Regions from separate parts of the Triticum aestivum genome. Here region 1 is linked to region 2. Evidence: chromatin contacts called from public Hi-C data. All regions are on one chromosome and are shown on one strand. Each heading gives the region's core, a stretch centred on a gene start, on an enhancer-like site or on the middle of the called end of the contact. The rest is flanking DNA. Distances are from core to core; before and after follow the strand shown. Region 1 holds the start of LOC123169192 (probable BOI-related E3 ubiquitin-protein ligase 3). Region 2 overlaps LOC123165692 (protein WHAT'S THIS FACTOR 1 homolog, chloroplastic).

Region 1 (6,490 bases), core at 301-2,800, 190 kb before region 2:
ACCACAAACTGTTTTTCTTCTTGTTGAACAATTGATCCAACAGCTTCAGGAAAAAGTTAAACTAAACAAAAAGGGGATACAAGTCCTCTCATATCTATGTGATCCAACCATCCTCCTATTTATCATCCCGTCAACACAAGTAGGAGGATACTCTAACCTTCGGCACCCTATCGTTCTACCATTGACATGTGGACCCGTTGAAAACCTGGCCCACATGTCAGCAGCCCAACCTCACACGGCGCATGGCAGAGGAGCCGCTTTCGGTCAACAACAATAGAAAAAGTGAACAAAAGAATACAAACAAAAGTCGACTCTAGTAAGTTTCAGAAGGAAACAAAATGTCTACTCTAAAACTATTCCTCCCGCATCACGAAAAGTTGATGCAGACGATGCCATTCTTGGCGCTTCCGCACGCCGGGCACGCCTGCGCCGCGGCCGCGCACGGCGCGCACACGCAGAGGTGCCTGCACGGCAGCAGCAGCACAACGGCCGCGCCCTCGCGGCACCCCTTGCACCTTCCTGCTCCTGTCGCGTGACGCTCCTCCACTACCGGCGTGCCCACCTCCTCCTCCGCGCACAAAGGCACCTGCTTCTCTCCCCAGCAGCACGACTCGGCGTCGTCCTCCTGACCGTCGTCGCTTCCACCGCCACGAACCGCCTGGGAGTCGAGCGCCCGCTGTAGGTCGCCGCGGAGCACGTTGGCCGTGGCCTCATGGGACTGCGCGACATCGCGCCACATCTGAGCCTCCATGAGGAGGTTCCGAAGACGCTCCTCGAGCGCCCAGTTCATGCTCCTGATCCGCTCAATGTCCTCATCCTTGGCCTTGAGCCGCTTCGCCGCCCTGGCCTCCACGGTCCACACGATGAGCCTCGTGTGGCTCTGCCTCTGCTCCGCCAGAGTAGTCCACATCTTTTGCGCCTGCATCATCGACCACGTAGAAATTAAAGCCCGAAACGCAAAGTATCGATCGGTGGCGGCGATTTGATCATGGCATGGGACTTACATGTTTGAGCAGGATGCGGTGGACGTCGATGGTCTGCTGCTGCGCGTGGGCCGCAAGAGCGTCGGCCGCGCTAAGCATCGACGACCGCTCCTCGCGCCTCCGCTTCTTGGTGATCATTTCCTGAACACCGTCGGGGTTGCCGCCCTTCTTAGCCAGATCAACCGCGTCCATCGCCAAGAACTCTGAACACTGATACGGGGCCGAAGTCATCGTCGGCGGCGGCGGCAGCGTGAAGAGGTCCGCGTACGGCTGGTGCCCCCGCTCGCACGACACCGCAGCGCCATAACAAGGCCCACTCGCTGGCATAGCAGCGGCGGAGGAGAGCTGGTGGTGACCGCCGCCGTCGCCGGTGGTGAGTAACATGTGGCGAAGGCGTTGCAGGTCCACAGCCATGGCGATTGATGGGGCGCGCGGGTCGTCCGCTCGCTCCTATATATACAGGCAAGGCGATGCGTCCCTGGCCGGAGTTAGTCAGATGTGGTGGGAGGTGCGGTCATCGATCGGCGAGGGACGGGCGGGCAGGGTGGCAAAGAAACGAGGTCCGTAGATGGCAGGCAGCCGAGTATTTATGGTGCGTGACCGGGTTTTGGTTGGCGTCCATGTCCCCTATCCTGAGTGAGAAAGCAACTGACGATGAGATTGACCAGCCCTTTTCAGGAGGGATTTTTCCTTTTATTTATGGCTTCCGTTTCAATCTCTCCCTAAATTTGGAGTAGAAACCACGAATTCGCCGCGTTGTATTACCTTTCTGCACCGAAATTGATGACTTCCGTTCCCGACGATTCCATCGATCGGTTGACTATAATTTGCAGAAACCAAGGCTGGCCATATACTGTATCGTTTAAGTTAGTATATGTTGTGGCGCCAAATCAGCACGCGTCGTTGAGCCTTTTGATCTCTGCACGCACGAATCTTGGGGTGTGAGGAAACTTATAAGAATTACGCGCTCTGGTGAGGTCTCTGGACTTGGTAAAGATCGGGAATCACGTACAGAGCCGTGTTTAGTGGAGGGCAAAACGGGGAAGAAGGAAACTGCATGCGTTACGTCGTTCATACACTGCATCTGCATGCAGAATCAACGTACGTACTTTAATGTGCTGAGATATATATTACGTAGGCGTTTTTTGGCTGGCTAGCTGTAGATGGTTGAGGAAAATAGAAGGGAATGAATGAGCTAGTAATTGATTTGGTGAAAACAAATCGACCATTCATTCATTCTTGGCTGTACTTTGGTGCAAATCCGGCCGATGGATCCCTACGTTTAATTTGGGCAAAAGCTACCGCCAGCTTTTGATTTAATTTGATTTCCAAAAAAAGATCTCTGCCAAAGTATAGTGTCGATCGTCTTTTAATTTCGGGATACAGATAATCACGTCGGTGCCAAAATAGAACCACAGTTGTGCAAATATGTATGCGTACGTCGGTGCCATCACACATATTTTTTTTTGCATGGAACTCATCACACATTTACACGCGTACTTATCAACATCGGAATAATAATAATAATAATAATAATAATATACGGCTAAATGTACGCGTATCTTTGAAAAACAATAACAAACGACCAAACAAATTAGGAGAAATTGGATCTTTTGCCCCACTTTACTTCTTCATTGGATCATTTGCCCCCCCCCCCCCCCCCGAGAGGCTACCGGGTGGGGCCCGGGACCACTGCCATTGAGACAATCAAAGGGCAAATCATCCAACCCCTTGTAAAGTGGGGCAAATCATCCAATCCCCCAACAAATTAGCTAACCACTACATTTGGAGTACTAGTGCGTACTGGAAGCGATGGATAAAAAGGTAAACAATGAATAGGTGCATATATATTGCAGTTCTTTTAGAGAATATATATTGCAGTTGTGTTTTCCATTAATCTCTCATATATATGGACCTTTGTGCACAAGGAAACAACCTAGGGCGTGTTTGGTTGCCGTTGTGAACAGTTCCTGCATCGCATACACTTCTCAACAACCCAGCCTGGTTGAGCAAAAACATGCCCTAATACGCCATCTGTAAGTTGTTTGGTTGCCTGCATCTAGTGTCCCTGCATAAGGTAATACGCAAGTGCACTTTGTTTGGTTACCTGCATTGGCCCGAGCGGCACATGAACACGACGTTTGGTTGCATACGGCGTACATGTGCTTACCTTGTACCCTAATTGGTGTGCTTACCCACAATGATCACACCTAGCACACCAACGCCACAACACAACAATGGCGATGAACTGGGCGAAGATGATGAAGTTCTTCAGCTTCAGTCCAAACTGACGATCCACCTTGATACCTCCAACCTTGCCACTGTCAACACTACTGCCTCCGTGCTTTCGCACCCAGTTGGAGTAAGCTTGTTCTGCTGCCTGCCTAGTCTTGAACCCTCTATGGCTGATGTTGCTATACGATGCCACTTGTGTACTGGCTTCTTCCCATGAACTGTAAACCCCTCGAGCCTTACCGATGAACACGGCATACCACTTGCCCTAGCAATGCACAAGAGCAAGAGTTAAAGCAGCAAATCAATGAAGCAGACACGTAGCAATCAAAGTACACTAGTAGAAAAAGGCCCATTTGTCCCGGTTCTAGAGGCCCATTTGTCCCGGTTCAGGAACCGGGACTAAAGGGTCGGTACTAAAGCCCCATACCTTTATTCCCGGTTCTTATACCAACCGGGACAGATGGGCCTCCACGTGGCCGCTGCGGCGAGCCCAGGCAGGAGGGCCTTTGGTCCCGGTTGGTAGCACCAACCGGGACCAAAAGGCATCCACGCATCAGCAGCTGGCAGGAGCTGAGGTTTTTGTTTTTTTGAAAGGGGGTGGGTTTAGGGGGTTTTGGGGGGTTAATTTAGGGTGTTAGCTAGCTAATAGAGAGAAGTGTCCTCTCTTATCTCCGTGCTTGGTTTACCAGTGCTACTGCTATGCCTAAACATGGCTTAGATTGAAGTGAAGGCAACATGTGGTGCATGTCGAAAGCAATACTAATCCTAACTTGATCAAGTTGGAGTAGTACTACTTTTGACATGCACCACATGTTGCCTTCACTTCAATCCAATCCATGTTCATTTCACCCACTGATATATAATAACTCTTCATGCTCGCATCATGCATCATCATAATAACAAGTCCTACTAATCATCATCATACAACTTCTACTCGTTATTAATAACAAGTTATACGATCATCATCCTCATAGTCATCGAACCAACCCTACTTAATTATTCTTAGCACATGATCATGAGTATTAGGTAGGACCTAAATACCCTCTTTAAGGTAAAATAGCATAAAACAATATAGGCCCTGACTCTCCATTATGGAGAATGGAGATCATCCTGTCTCCAATTCTTGCGCTTCGCTTCCTTTTGCTTCCAAGAACCTCCTTACGAATGTCCATACATTTTTTCCATTCTTTGATTACCATGTGTTCACCGGTTTTAGAAATCCGGTATGGACTGGTGAGATTCGTAGGATGACATGGCTGTATGTTCAAAACATCAAGGCGACCATTCTGATACATCAAATGAGGCACACAATCCATCGGGATTTTCTGTTGAAAAACATAGTAATAACTTCGTAGTTAGCAGTAATCTACTAGTTTTAGAAGTATGCAAAAGATGCACGGATGTCGTAATAGTAAAAAATCTTAACAGGGTATCTCCTTGGAAGTTACGGTGGTTCAACACGTGCACTAGTGGCACGTATTGACCATAATTTGGAGCAGTATGATAATAGGTATTGTAATATCTCAAGTTCAGTACAAAATGCGATCAGATGATTTTTCTCCTGATAAGTTAATTCGGAGCCATCGGTGTAGTGGGTTTTGTCTACCATCTTCCGCACATTGTTTGAAGAATGAAAATAAGCTGTCAACTATTTTGAAATAAACAATATAAATTAGTTAATAACTATGTTTGAGAAACTCACATAGCGGTAGAATTGGAAGCGTATCAACAAGGACCCAAATGTCCATATTGTCTTGCTCGATGTCGGGATCACCAAGATCCATGGTGATAAGCATATCCTCATAAAAACCATACATCTTGCAAAGTGCTTCCCAATTTGGGCAATCAAAATGGGTTACGCTCTGAGAATTATACAGATTTACTTCAAAATCCATACCATGATGGGTCCTTAGGTGAATTTTCTTTGTTTCAAAACTTTCATGGTCTTCAAAACCCATCCTCTCCAAGACATAGCGTCTTGCATGGCATGGGATAAGCTAGTCAAATTGTAAAAGATGAAAAATACACATTGAAATAGTTGAAGTCGTGCTTAATTAATTACGAAAAAACACTTGTCGTCGTTGCGTACCGTTTCAACATCGAAGGTCTCTTGGAGCTTAATGCTAAAGCACCGATCTTCGTCCAGGTGAGGCCTGTCGCACAGACCTCGGTTGTCGTTGCACCAGTCGCATTCCCCCGGGAGACTTTCATCGTCCAAGTACGACATTTGCTATGTTCATAATTCAAAGATTAAACTTGTACAATTAAATATATGTACTACAAAAACTAAATTAGATCATTATTATTCATCACGGGTTGACTATCGGCCTGTCGAGTTTTTTCTTGAAAACTCTCAGCTCAGGTAGTGTATATATTCGACCGTCGGTGATGGTAGCTCTTCCTTTCGTTCCCGAGTGCATTACACCAAATTGTCTAGCACACGGGAACAAGGAGAAGCTACCCCCATGATAATAGTCGGGATTCTTCGTCCTATCATATATGGTGGAGACTCTCCCTCACTGATTCTTCTCTGACATTTGCGACCGTCGGTGATGGTCGTTACTCCTCCTTCCACTACAAAAAAATACACTTCCGTGATGATACGTGTTTGTCACAGTAGGTCACGTTTTCTGTCATGCATGTACATCCATGATGATTTTATGACAGAATCAAGATAGTCATACCTGTGCTGTCGTAGAAGTGTTCCATGACATTACCAAAATTATCCTCACGGAAGTGTCCACTTCCATGACGATAAATCGCGCGTCACAAAAGTGCTTTCGTCAAGGGTGACCGACATGTGGCATCCACCGTAACGGAACGCCGTTAAGCTATCGGGTCCGGTTTTGGATCCGATAACCCGTTAACAGCCCCGACCAATGGGGATTTTCCACGTGTAAAATCATCATTGGCTGGAGGAAACACGTGTCGGCTCACCGTTGGGACAGATGTCATCCACTCATTGGACCGAGAGCGCCTATGATACGTCGACACGTGGCATGGCCCAATAGAGGCCCATTCCTGTGAAAAGGCTGGCCCGTTTGAGTTGGTCAAAAGGTGCCGGGCCGGCACACGGCAAGCCTGTTAACGGCCTGTTCACATATAGCCTATTTACAGCCAGCTAACCCAGGGCCCGTTTAGTTCCTATCCGAATGAGGCCCAGTAGCGTCATCTGGGCTGTCCAATATAATTCCAGCCCGTTTTAACTTCCGGCCCATGTATGGCCCATGACGTCTTTCGGCCCATATGAGGCCCTTAGTAACCCTCGTGTC
Region 2 (5,944 bases), core at 396-2,895:
GCGGTGGCTGCGGCGAGCGCGACGGCAGCGGCGGGCGCGACCGACGCGGTGTAGCACGGGCGTGGGCATGGAGAGGGAGTGACCCCGCGGGCGCGGAAGAAGAGCGGTAGGCTCGGGCATGGGCGTGCATAGGAGCGGGCGTGTGCCACGGGGTCAATCCGAGGAGCTCGGTGGCTACCCCTGCAATGGCCATGGCGGACGGCGGTTCTCGGCCACGGCGAAATACCTAACGAGAGCAAACGAGAGGGGAAACAGGGGAAAGGCAAGAGGAGATCATGGCGGTGTCAATGGCGCCCTAGGGGAAGACATGGGAGCTCGGGGCGGCGCGGATCAAACGGCAATGTCGCGGTGGCCCAAGGTTGAGGAAGACGGCAGCGACATCGATGCGGGGGTGCTAGACTTGATCTCGTTGGCGCAGACGAAGTAGCGAAGGCGTTCGGAGCTCCTCGACAAGCTCCTAGCCTGCAGGGAGGGCAGTGGCCATGTGGACGGGGTCGGTCATGGTGGCCGTGGCGTCTGACTTCGTCTAGATCGACGGGATCGAGCGAGCGAGGAGGAGAAGTGGATTTGGGAGGGGGCGTCGAGGAGGAGTCAGGCCATGGGGGCAGGGAAGGCAGGGCGTCACCCTTATCCATTCCCCTTCGATGCCAGCGAGGTGGTCGGGCGGGAGCCCGGCTCTGTAGCGACGCGGCTCGGGGAACAGGAGAAGACGACCACGCGGGGACTGGACCGCTGAGCCGGTTCGGTGGCAAGGCCCGGGGGGCAGGGCGAATCCCCTTTTACATCGTCCTTTTGGTTTTTCAATGTATTCTAATCTGTTTCTCCTTTTTAACACCGTTTTCTACTTATTCTTATCAACTAAATGATCTCTACTCCTAATGTCTCAGTTGGTAGTCTCCGTTTCGGGTTTATTTTCGTCCCACCTCCCGAGTGAGGGAGAGGGGGAGAGAGAGTGAGGAAGAGGGAGGGAGAGGGTGTGTGTGTGAGAATTTGATGGTAAAAAAGGTCGTCAATGTCACTTAATATGTATGAGAATATTCAATGTAATATTAACATAATTGATATTGAACTTTTAAAGTTAATGTGGCCCCGTTGCAACGCACGGGCGTTCTTCTAGTCTCCCTTAGATACGTCTTCACCTGGTGACATGGTACAGATAAAGAAAGATCATGGAGACATGCAAGCAAATAAATTGGATGCACAGAGGGACAGGCACCTGACCCTCGATGGATACATATGCCAAGATTGCGAAATCTGAACCAACCAGATAACACATGGCTAGGCTACGCCACCATGGATGGACCCCTACGCCTCCACGTATATATCAATGCACGCCACGCACACATTACTTTCTTCCTCTCAGATGGGACAAGTATAAAAATGACCTGCTACTAGAGTAGTAGAGGCTGTGATGCACGAGTAGGAAGAAACGGGACTCCAGCGCGATGCTGATAGATAGATAGATCGTCCAAATATCTGTCCAGAGCGACGGAGATGGCCGAGCTGGTTCTGGTGTTCAAATCAGGATTCTTTTCTTTGCTTGCTAGGCGCCGATTTGTTCATTCAAGCCATCGAAAGAGATTGTTTCACGACGTAAATGGGGTGCTTTGTCGGACTCTTAATGGATAGACACCACACCAGGCAGATGGTGATGATGGAAACAGGGGTGGTGGTATTGATTGGCCACTCTAATTGTGACGTTCGACCAGACGAGCAAAGAGACATCGAACAACACAATTCAGAGAACCTTCTCAATGCAAGCAAGAATCAACAGAGACATTCTTCAGAAATCAAGCTGCAAAAAACTGGAACTCTTTATCTTAACTAATTCGACAGATAATATAAGATTTAGGTCAAAATCTAGCGGTAACTAGTATGAGAATCAAAGCACAAGTAAAGATAGTGGAAGCTTCCTAAAGTCAAGGCAGGTTCCAGAAAAAAAGATAGCAAAAGCAAAGCATGCCAGTTCCTGAAGCAGTGCACTTAAAAAATGGCAGGCCCTACCCACACACACAAGTTGTTTATGGAGCAGGCAATGCTACTCAGGGACAGGGACAGGCAAGCAAAGACTGGTGTGGTGTACAAGAAAGACGCATCAACCGGAAACCCAGATGGATCAATAGAGGCTGAAGGTGACCCAAGCCAAGGGCAAAGAAAGCATGTGCTGTTGGTGGCCAGTAATAGTAGAGCCAAAAAGTATTAGGAGAGGCCAAATGGCCAATGCAAAGGTTCAGATCGTTTGGAAGGCTACTGCAGAGGGAGAGAGAAATGCTTACCCTTACCAGGAGAAGAAAAACAAACAGGATCAGGAAGGGGTGGGCCTCCAGTCTCCATCCTAGGCTATCAACCATCCAAATCTAGTTCTCGGTGCATCTGACCAGGCTCGTGACCACATATAATAGGCTAGTGTCTGCAGAATCTGGTCCCAATCACTGCTCCTGTTCATGCTCTTAACTTTCAGGGGTTATAATTGAGCAGCAGCCAGTTAGTTGGCCTCATCGCACCTGGCTCCATGTGTCCACACCATGCATAATTGTGTCGGTCCTTCTTTACCTAGCATATGATCATCTGATTGGATCCCACTGAGAGCTATTTTTAGCGTTGGAGTTAACATATGCATCTCCCACTAAGACATCATGTTGACAACCACTTCAATGCAGGAATATCAGAACATACTCAAGAAGGTCTGAAAGGGATTTAAACCTGCCCATGAATAGCCTGTTGGAGGTATTGTATTGATTGGCACAACAAACTGATACAGCTTTGCATGCCTAGAGTAGAATCAAGGTCCAAGATCAACAGTAAGCCATGTTCCCCGATTTTGTCAGTCATTATTCAGGGCCAACACAATCACGTAACCTACAGGCTTTCGGAGGATGACATTGCACAGCCCTTAATCAATCCATCAAAGCACTCCTTGTATTTTCTCTATACTTGGCTGGTGCACAGCGTATTGATTCTGACACAAAGCCAAATTACACAAAAACAATATCAGTACCGGAGACTTGCTACAGAATAATCTGTCAAAATCAATCAAACCCATGCTACAAAGCCTGACTGCCCCTTATTGCTGGATTGCAATATTTGTAATGAGATATTAACAAAAGACAAAAAAATCATGTCAGCTTGTCGCATACCTGTTCCTGCTGGATAAAGATCCTGTAGTGATCGGTAGGCCATCTTCACTTAGTTGACCCTTTGTGACTTCCATCCGCTGAACAATTGCCACTGTAGATTACAAAGATGCGTGGGGTGAGGACTATAGCCCATGCGCATTAGTCTTGCTTAACAGAAATGGGGCAATCTGCAGCAAAGAAGTGTGGTGACTGTCAAAACGCACAGACATAGGGTGTAATCATGAGCTATCACAGTATAAACCTTAGCAAGACTTCTATTTTCTTCTGAAGCAAGAAAATAGGCCTGATATTCTCTTCCTTTTAGTGTCCCGATGGGCACACGATGAATGTGGCGATGCAGCATGAATAGTTGAATGTGGGAACGAAAGTTGTGTGTACATGTTACAACTATCTATATCTAAGATGACTCACAATTGTTTGAAAAGATAATAAGCATGCGAGTTAAACACTGTAGTATTTCATATTACTGAGATAAAAATCAAAACAGCTATCCAAATAACCATTATGTTTATAAAATTAATACTAAAACAAATAATATAGGAAGACATCAAGTTACTACAAATGTCAGTGAGTTATGTTGTCCTCACGTCACCAAAATGAAGGATAATATCTACCAGCAGCTAGTCTATGACTCCGGATGTCTATTATAATATTTCTGCCAATTCAAAACCGATCAATTAGATTTTAAATTAGTGAAATATTGAAGATGTGCAGTTACATGTGAAGTCATTTCTGATCCTTAGGCATCTGAAACAACCTCTAGGGATATCCTGCTGATTATTTAGAAAATAGGCCACCTTAAATACATAAATAAGTGGTCCGATACCATCAAAGTCCATTGCAGATAACTTGAAGTCACTAGCGACATGAGCATGAGGACACAATTGCATACAGTGAACGTAGATAAGCATTGTCAACAAATTCAGAAATTAGCAGAACAATCAATGTGCTAGAGACAGCATCTGGAGCATTTACAGGTGCTTTCTGCATGTTAAGGGATACAGAAACAACAAAATAAGTACTGATGAGATGCAGCTTGTTATTGTGCTAAAACTGTTACCAACACTGGTAATGCATTTAAAACATCCAACCAACCAAGAGCATCTAGTGCTATAATTGTGTGAGTAACACATTTATGTTGCAGAACTCTCTAAAGAAGTTACAGAACAGTAACAAATATCCTGCTGCAAGCAGTGCACATGAGACCGAGTGAATAATAGAGTTTCAGATAAATGAGTGCCTGACTATTGTTTATGAGCCAAAGGTAGAAATCCATCCAATTAGGAGAAGCAAACTCAACATTACATGTCTTAGTACAAAGCAGAATTGATACTGTACCTTCTTTTTTTGGCATTATAAGCTGCACAACTGGAGTTAGAGGCTGATTGGTTTGATGCCAACATTTGGTAAATCAAAAGTTGTCAAAATTTGGCAAGTTTTTGTGAGCTTGACAAGAAACAAACCAATCACTAGCCAACATTTGGCATTTGCCAAACCTTGGCATGCCAAATTTTGGTATCAAACCAATCATGCTCTTAATCCTCTCAAATCCCTCAACCCCTACATTCCAACTGAACTTGTGACCTCAGTAAAAACATGGATGTCTCATCAGCTGAGCTGCAACTTGATTCCTGGGGTGCTTCATATTTACAGATGTGATGTTGATGTTTACAGTTTTATCTTCAACACCTAATAAGGCACAAGACACATCCATTGTACAGAGGAATTGCATGGTTTGTTGTGTGCAAGTGGGCTCATGTGAACATCAAGCAATCAACAAAGAAGATGCACCAGCCAGACGCACCATGGTTTCGCTTCTCATGTAAATCAATATCACTCGAGCTATACTGCCAGTGGAGTATTTAAGTCGGAGCATGATCGGCCAATTAAAGATGAAAACTGATCATGGAATTTCAGAAGGGGACACTTCTCAATGAGGTTAGTATCATCGTAGGCCTCCTTGAGGAAGACGGTACTTCTTGCTCCCTTGTTAGTGATGTAGAAGATACCATGATTTTTTACTAAGCAAAGAAGTAACTTGCATGGCAGCCTGTACTCATTATGGAAGACTTCTAGCTTATCAGATGTCAGTCGTTTCTGCATTGTCAAGCTTAAGATCTCATGTAGAACAGCAACAGATCGCTTTCGAGCCTGTGGAGTTGCAGGCTCCACTCTCCTAGCATTCAAATAAGGTGAAGGAAATGCCATCTTCTGCCACCTGACTACCTCCTCATTGTACTTGCGGTTGGGCCTAAATCCTGCTGGATACTTTAACTTGAAAGCAAAAGGACCCAGTATATTCCCATCTTTAGGAACCCCTCTATAATCCATTTGGAAACCATCAAAATTCAATGTTTCTTCTCGTGCTGTGACTGCTAGTGAAGAATCCCAACTCTCCAAACACAGATGGTCCAAGCCTCTCACATCACGGATTGAGAAAAAATCAGGGTAACTAGGAATCAACTTGTCCTTGAAGTTCTTTGGTAAACCCAATTCAAGTTGGATGAGCTCAATCTTCTCTAAAGGGATTTGGCAGTCCATCGACATCATTAACAGCTTCCTCAGATTTCTTACCAAGATAGGTTCCATTAGCTCCTGTGCCTGGATCTCTTCACCAGAAATATTTCTGGCCTTCTCAGTAAGCGTGACAGCAATGGGCTCACGCGATGTACTTCCACCAGAGACACAGAAGATATTGGGATGGCGCTCGATAAGTGAAACAAAGTTCCATTTTTGGACAAAACCAACCTCCTTTTCAAGGTCACGTACAAGTAGTGATCCTTTCTTTTGGGCCAAGATGAGCTCAC

The links. Hi-C and Micro-C count contacts between places; a contact is called where the count stands out from the background.
Region 1: a Hi-C map of leaf shows a contact between it and region 2, with 4 times the contacts expected there. The contact joins the promoter of LOC123169192 here to the enhancer-like site in region 2. A contact is called at or near these places in 3 of 5 Hi-C or Micro-C datasets (all in leaf) and 1 of 1 datasets of contacts at active chromatin or transcription factors (leaf).

What each region holds. Positions count from the first base shown.
Region 1 is chr7D:552,265,004-552,271,493 of IWGSC CS RefSeq v2.1, reverse strand. LOC123169192 (probable BOI-related E3 ubiquitin-protein ligase 3) reads right to left here and starts at 1,550. Exons shown (of 2, transcript XM_044587037.1): 1 at 1,005-1,550; 2 at 1-919. The coding sequence starts at 1,397. The coding sequence ends at 368.
Region 2 is chr7D:552,076,887-552,082,830 of IWGSC CS RefSeq v2.1, reverse strand. LOC123165692 (protein WHAT'S THIS FACTOR 1 homolog, chloroplastic) reads right to left here. Exons shown (of 5, transcript XR_006483088.1): 2 at 4,476-5,944; 3 at 3,138-3,304; 4 at 2,277-2,959. Among protein-coding and RNA genes, the nearest start is that of LOC123165692, 4.2 kb to the right of the region's middle. Within about 2 kb of position 1,645, at least 2 of the 8 cell types and tissues checked have an H3K27ac peak or open chromatin away from gene starts, as enhancers often do. A contact at or near this core is called in leaf, where this site is marked.